Regions from separate parts of the Gossypium hirsutum genome. Here region 1 is linked to region 2. Evidence: chromatin contacts called from public Hi-C data. All regions are on one chromosome and are shown on one strand. Each heading gives the region's core, a stretch centred on a gene start, on an enhancer-like site or on the middle of the called end of the contact. The rest is flanking DNA. Distances are from core to core; before and after follow the strand shown. Region 1 has its middle 5.8 kb from the start of LOC107939826. Region 2 holds the start of LOC107939821 (cyclin-U4-1).

Region 1 (3,552 bases), core at 327-2,826, 46 kb after region 2:
TCAGTTAACCGACCGAATTCGGTTAATCAATCGGTTAACCAAATTAATTCTGTTAGGGGTCGGTTAAAATTTTTTTGAGTTTTCGGTTAACGATTAATTCGGTTCGAAATCGATCGATTAACCCAAAAAATTCGGTTAATCGAAAAAATTAATAAAAAAATTATAATGTATAAATAGCCTACTATTTCCTCAAACCCAATTCAACATAAACTCAAATACTCAATCTAATATATATTAACCCAAGTACCCAACCCAACCCAATTATTTAACCCAATCATAAAAATCACAAATAATTTAATAAATAAAAATAAAAATCTAAAACTAAAAATAAAAAATAAAAAATAAAAAAATATAATTTTATACAAATAATTCGATTAATTCGATTAATTCGATTAATTGGATTAATTTTATACTTATTGTAACCAAAAATTAAAAAACATATAATTAATGTTTTATTTTCGTTTAATGTTATTTCAGTTAATTCGGTTAAAAAACATATAATTAATTTGATTAATTCGGTTAATGTTATTTCGGATCGATTAACCAATTGAACACCCTTAACTATCATATCTAAAAAAACCGCTATGTTTAGCAATAATGAAAAACACTAAAAATTAATAAACACATTTTTTTCACAAAACTATTCTACCTTTTCTTGCTCTAAAAACACTTTTCAACCACAACAGTAATAGAGATCTAACCTTAAATTAGGTTCTCTAGTTTGACTTTTTTTTTTAATTGAATTCTCTACTTTCTTTTTTTATTTTATTTTTTAAACAATAAAAAATGATACATTAGGATGTTCTTTTAACCATATAAATTAAAGAAAAATACATACTTGATAGTATTAGCATTTTATTTTTATGTTGTAACCATCCTCACATCACATCTGAAATTTGATATTAGAAGCTCCCTAACTAACGATTGACAGACACACTACGATCGAATGCATCAAAACTTTTTCAAGGACTGGGAGGGATAGGAGATCCTCCTATATAGTCCAGACTCCATTTAAACATACTTGTGCTACTTTCCTTAAAGCTTTCCAGGCATCAACTCCAAAGTAACTGAGCCTATTGTATTTGTAAATGTAATTCAAAACACCGGTCCGCAAGACCTCAACGACCCTGATCTTTAAATCTAGAAGCGCTTCCCGGCCAGAAAAGCATTGCTTGATTTTTTTCATTAGAAGACAGACGACATTATAGTTAAACAAGAATAAAAGTTAACATATACCGAAAAGGGGATAAAAGTTCCGTAAGGAAAACTTGGTTTGATAAAGACACCAAAACAATATTGCCCAATTGAGGATTCGGGACCAGCTTTTCAGAGGGAAAAAAACAATTGGGGGAGCAGAGCAACATAATAGTAAACAAAAATAAAAATGTACCGAGAAGGAAATAAATGTTGCGTATGGATGGCTTAATTGGTTGATAAACCAGCCAACTAAAGCATATATGTTCAAATGAGGATTCGGGACCAGCTTTTCAGAGGAAAGACCTAAGACAGCCTTCCTGCCACCAATTAGGGCAAGATCTTTACTGCTAGCAAAAAAATACCCAGAGGAATAATATGAGACCTGCAAAGTAATTATTGTTGGCAATTTATTTGGGCATATAAGCCTCATTATCATCAAATTGTGCTATGATTATAATGGAAATATAAAGCAAGTCATAAAAGGAATGAGCCACAGGTGTAATTAACTTCAAGGTTGTCTCAATGCTGTCCAGAAAACCAGATCCAAGGTACAAAACACAAGGATTTCCACTCATCTAAGAGAAAAACTGTGAATTATATCATATACAATAACCAACTTCTGGACACTTGATATATAGGAGATCCAACAAGAAGCGCCACTAAGCAGCTAACAGAATATACAAAAATTCTGAACTCCATTATATAAGCACACTACACCAACACTCTCCTAACGCTACACACAAAATGGGAACAAAGCCATTCATTCTATTGAAGACCATGAAGCTAGGCCAGTACTAGCCGATATACCAAAAAGCTTTCATTGGAGTCCACAAAAACTTCTGACAGCAACACATACCTTGCAAAACATCCCATTATCTCAAAACATGCAAACCCTGACCAACTTACTCAACAAAATAACAAGGTCAGATAAGGTGGTCAAAAAAAAATGTGGATGAGGCTGTCTGCCTCAGTATTTAACCTACCAGGATTACAGAATGAAAAATCCAGGATAATGCAGAGCGGTGGTTTACTAGTTTCACCATAATTAAAAGACATTGCAATATGCAGATTAATCTTGGTTTAAAACTATCTCCAGCCTCACAAATACCAAGCACAAAAGAAAAAGGCAAAAGAAGAAACCCAAGTGGTTAATCAGTATAGACACGGAATATAAGCACACCAACATGTGAAATTAACGATACAGAATGGAACTGTCAGTCTCAATATTTTATCATCAATGAATTCCCCAGAAAAGCAAGTACATAAGAAATAGTATTCACCTTTTCATATATATGACATCAAAATTCATCCTTACAAACCAGGCACCAATTCTAAAGTTTTAGAAACATAAGGTCAGTAATGCATCACCAACAATTCTAAATTATTAAAAGACGGAGAAGGAGCTAGCAATACTATGCTCCATTAGAAAAAAAAACTGCAGCAAGACCATACCACTATTTTATTTTGAGGCAGTGCATGAATGTTAAAAGCATCCTGGGTTAGGTTACACCAACACAGGTTAAACCTAATCTATGTAGCACAGTAAATGAAATGGTCTGATACATAAAAAAATAGTTGCCATGGGAATTATATAATGTTAGCAAAAAAGTTAAAAATAAAACTTGAATAAGGAAAATAAAAAATGCAACGAAATCTGCAATCCAACAGTTGAAAACACATTAAGGTTATGTATAGTGGATCATATAATAGTTAATCAGCTCATCAGAGCTTTATAATCATCATGTCAGTTCTTCACTGAAGACCATACCAAGTTTTACAGATTCCAAAAGTCAATTTGCCATGACTAGGATCATAATGGCCTAAGTTGCCTGCACCAAAAGATGAGTGTTCCTTACTAAGTTTTTCCATATATCTGGAAGATCATACCCCCCTTAACCATGTCATAACATTTGTCGGACAAGGATACTTAAAGAAAGATGAAGAGACAGAGTAACATCTAACTTAAGCAGTCAATAGATAATAGCTATTGAGAGTGTTAACATTTAACTTAAGCAGTCAATTAGAACAACCAAAACCTATTAGAGAAGTATTACTAGTTCAAAGATTGCTCTTCTTTGTCCTAATATGTCGTATGCTTAAAGAAATATGAAGAGATGAAAGATTACTCAAAAGGCATAAATCAAACTTCTTAAATTTACAACTATCCAACTTTAAGTTGGACCATGTACAACCTCTATTGATGAGTCAAACACTTGTCATTCTCTTTCCCACACAGACTGCAATCATGGGAGCTATTTCTCCGCTCAAGAAGCAGAAAAGACAAAATGAAAAACCAAGTGGCTATAAAGACGTCGTTTCTTTCACCAGCCAGATCTGAACTTAGAAGATACATCA
Region 2 (3,505 bases), core at 811-3,310:
TACTTCAAGACTTCACGCCTCCCGTCTGATAGAACAATACAAATCGCTGTGACTCATTCTAATGTGGAGGGTGAAAAGGTCATGTTGTCCGACTCAGACATGAAATTTTGAACTCTCAAAGATACTATGTTCCTATAGAGCATGAATTCATATGATGCAAGTAGCTCCTTTATACCCATACTTAATACTTTATTTATAAGTGGATACTTTTAGTTCTTTGGGTGGTTGGCACCAGGGGCCTTAAACAATCCATTGCAAGATCTGTACGCATCATTTTAACTATCCAGAGTGTTGGTAGAAGGAAAACTATGGGTAATCCAAACATGCCCTGAAAAGTCACATTTACACCAAAATGAGATTTTTGACATCCGATCTGTAAAACTGACATCAATGCCGTAATTTTCCTAATGTCAGCTCCATTTTAACTTGAGCCAACATCTATTGTTGGCCATGTATTTCCAGTAATCCACCACCAATGATAAAATATCAGTTTAAACAGCAAGTTGCTGCTGATGGGTGGATTCATCTTCGTTGAAACAGCAGTGGATCTTGAGAGGTCTCCCATTATTAACGTTTTGATAAGGTTCTGCCAAAACTTGTAAAGGGGGGGGGGTTTGCAACCGCATTTCCCTTTGGAGAAAACAGAAGTAGGTGCGGAAGGTGTCAGGTTTTACGTTCAATTGGACCCCCAAACCAAATAAGAAATCCACCTCAAGGATGTTCATCTCCTCAGTGCTGATGCTTCCCACTTTGGCATAATATGCATTGATGTAACATCTGACATATAAAAATAATTTATATGATAACTTTAGATTTTAAAAAGGATGACGAGCTGCCATGATTGCTTGTGAAATCAGGACAGGATGGTATTTAAAATACTTACCGGGTTTCTTTGCTATGAGAAAATTAGTACCTTTACTATAAAAGTAATTGTGCATTTAATGCAATTGTAAATGGGGTAAGGTTAAGCATTAAAAAAAATGCTTATCACGTTTTAAAGAAAGCAAACTAATCACTTTAACACACGAAAAAAAAAAAAGAAGAGAATTTATTAAGGTTCAAAATTACCTCTTCAAAACTAAATACTAAACCTTAGTATGTTATTTATAGTAAAAAGACTAATAAGTAGTTTCGCATAATCAAAGGCTGAAGACAACCAAGTTGATATTTTGCCATTATAACAGAATACATGGCCCTAATTAAGTTGTCATAAGCTCTAAAAGTTGACATCCCCTTCCCCTATGTTAATTCATTATGGGAATTTACAGGAACAACAGAACATGCAAGGTAAGTGGGGCTGTCTTGTCTGACCAGAGATGCTGGTTTTCTTACATGGCTGTACTTGTATGGTCACCTTGCTTGATTTGTATTGTAAAGATTTTTTTTTCCCAAAAAAATTCCAGGAAAACGAAAATATCAGCTTAAAACAAGGTTAGTTTTTCACCAAACATTAAATTTCAAGATTGAAGATATACCATGACATATAGAAAAAGGTTTTATTTGACCCTGGAACTGGAAGCTAATGAATTCTAAATCGAACATGTCAGAAAAGTTACTTGGATCAACTTTGAAACCCAGATCAAATCCAGTTAAATATCCAAGAAAGAATAATAAAAATCTAAAACAAAGAAAAAAAAACTTACATGTCATCCATGAACTGGGCAGAAACCAAAACACTGGTTATAAGCAGCCTATGTACATTAAAAGAATTGAAAGGCAAAGATGGGTGCATCTGCATAAAGCGGTCAAGATAAACATAAGCTATGACAAAACAACAAGGGCTGCAATTTGCGTGCTTAAAGATCCTGTGGAGATAGGTTGTGATGGATATAGTTGGCCTGGTAAGTCCAAGGAAAACAGACATCTTCTGGGACTGGAACAGGCGGCGCTTGTCATTAGACTCAGCCACTCTTTGCAGCAAAGAGGAGAGGCAAGTTATGACCTTGGGAACAGTTTGTTGGTCGTCATCTGCTTCTGCCATTTTTTTCGCTAGCTGTGTCTTATAACCAACACCTTTCTTTTTATTTTCATCTTTGTTGCGTCCAAATAATTATGTCTGACCTGTCCTCCAGCTATGTTACCACTTACCACAAAATATTGAATTTTATGGTTGGTTTTTATTTACATTATCTTTATTTTTATAAATTTAAATATAATAACAAAGTTTAATATTGAATATCCTAATACTATTTATGCCAAAACCAACAAATAAGTGCAATCGAAAAACAATATTTTAACATGATTCAGCCATTCAACTTACTAAAATATGTATTGGATATAATGAATAACCAAAACACACGTATATATAATAATTAATTTCAGCCCAAACTATATATATTGTGATTTTTGTAACAAGTAACTTATTGATATTAACTTTTTTACTAAACAGTTTGAATCTTGAAATTATTATTATTGAAAAATTCTATTCGAATATAATATCAACCCAAATAAAATTAAATTTAGACTGTAAAATAATTGAAGAAACTTATAATTATATACTAAATAAAACCTAATTGATAGTAAAAAAAAATCATAAAAAGAAGTTGATTTTGAAACCAAAATATCAACATCATTAAATTGGAATAGATCTCAATTGAGATTAAGCATTGGAGAGTTCTTAGCTGGAGTTATCTAAAAATGTGCCCCTAAAACCACACGTTCAAATTAATAAAGCTCAAAGTCGTGATATTGAGTTTTCAACTCAAGATATCACTTAAGGTGTTGAAGTGGAGAAATCGTGGGCACCAACAGGCATGTCGCAACATCGACTAGTGGATGTCGCAACATTGGGAACCCTTAGAGCCACATTTGTGCCACTATCTAGGGTGTCACGGCCTTGAGGTATGGATGTCACGACACCGCTACTTGACAAGGAAAAAATTGCTGCAGAGGTTGTCTTTTGTCCAACACCAATTCAAGTCAACACACATTTTAAGGGCATTTTTGTTAATGTTAAGAGTTGATTTTCAACAGTTTAAAAGGACTCTTTTTGGTTAAACTTTTATTTCATCTTTTTAGCTTAAGTAATTAGTTGTCATCTCTGTTGTTAGGTTTGGCCATTTACTTTTTTGAATTTAATTGATAATTTAGTTTTTTTTTACTGTAACTTTTTCATTTTATTTGCAATCTAGTCCTCAAATTTACTTTTAGAGAAAATACACATTTAATTAATTCACCCAAATCCATAAATATTTTTAGAAAAAATTAATCAGATAATGGAGCAAATTTAGACAGTAGTATAATGGGTTTGATTTGGTTTTCAGCGGCTACTGTCATGGTTTTGTTGTATTCACATTTACGGGTGGATTGCTTTCGTGATCCCATCAGTCTTGAGATAGCTTCAAGTGAGAATAATACATACTGCTCTTCATCAGCCTAATGATACTTGGCCGTCCAAGCAAAGGTTTGTGACTTTTTGATGGAAATGCAGTAATCATCCTATTTATTGTCTCTAGCCTTTAAGTGACTCGTTGGTTTTATATTATACAGAAAAAAAAATGGAAGA

What was found. A called contact is a pair of places that touch in the nucleus more often than the background predicts.
Region 1: a contact with region 2 is called in a Hi-C map of fibers, with 2.0 times the contacts expected there. The contact joins the enhancer-like site here to the promoter of LOC107939821 in region 2. A contact is called at or near these places in 10 of 34 Hi-C or Micro-C datasets (anther, fibers, hypocotyl and 4 more).

What each region holds. Positions count from the first base shown.
Region 1 is chrA09:85,295,650-85,299,201 of Gossypium_hirsutum_v2.1, forward strand. No RefSeq gene overlaps it. Among protein-coding and RNA genes, the nearest start is that of LOC107939826, 5.8 kb to the right of the region's middle. Within about 2 kb of position 1,577, at least 2 of the 9 cell types and tissues checked have an H3K27ac peak or open chromatin away from gene starts, as enhancers often do. A contact at or near this core is called in fibers, where this site is marked.
Region 2 is chrA09:85,249,161-85,252,665 of Gossypium_hirsutum_v2.1, forward strand. It overlaps LOC107939821 (cyclin-U4-1), which reads right to left and starts at 2,061. Exons shown (of 2, transcript XM_016873209.2): 1 at 1,644-2,061; 2 at 292-777. The coding sequence starts at 1,981. The coding sequence ends at 492. It also overlaps the pseudogene LOC107939819.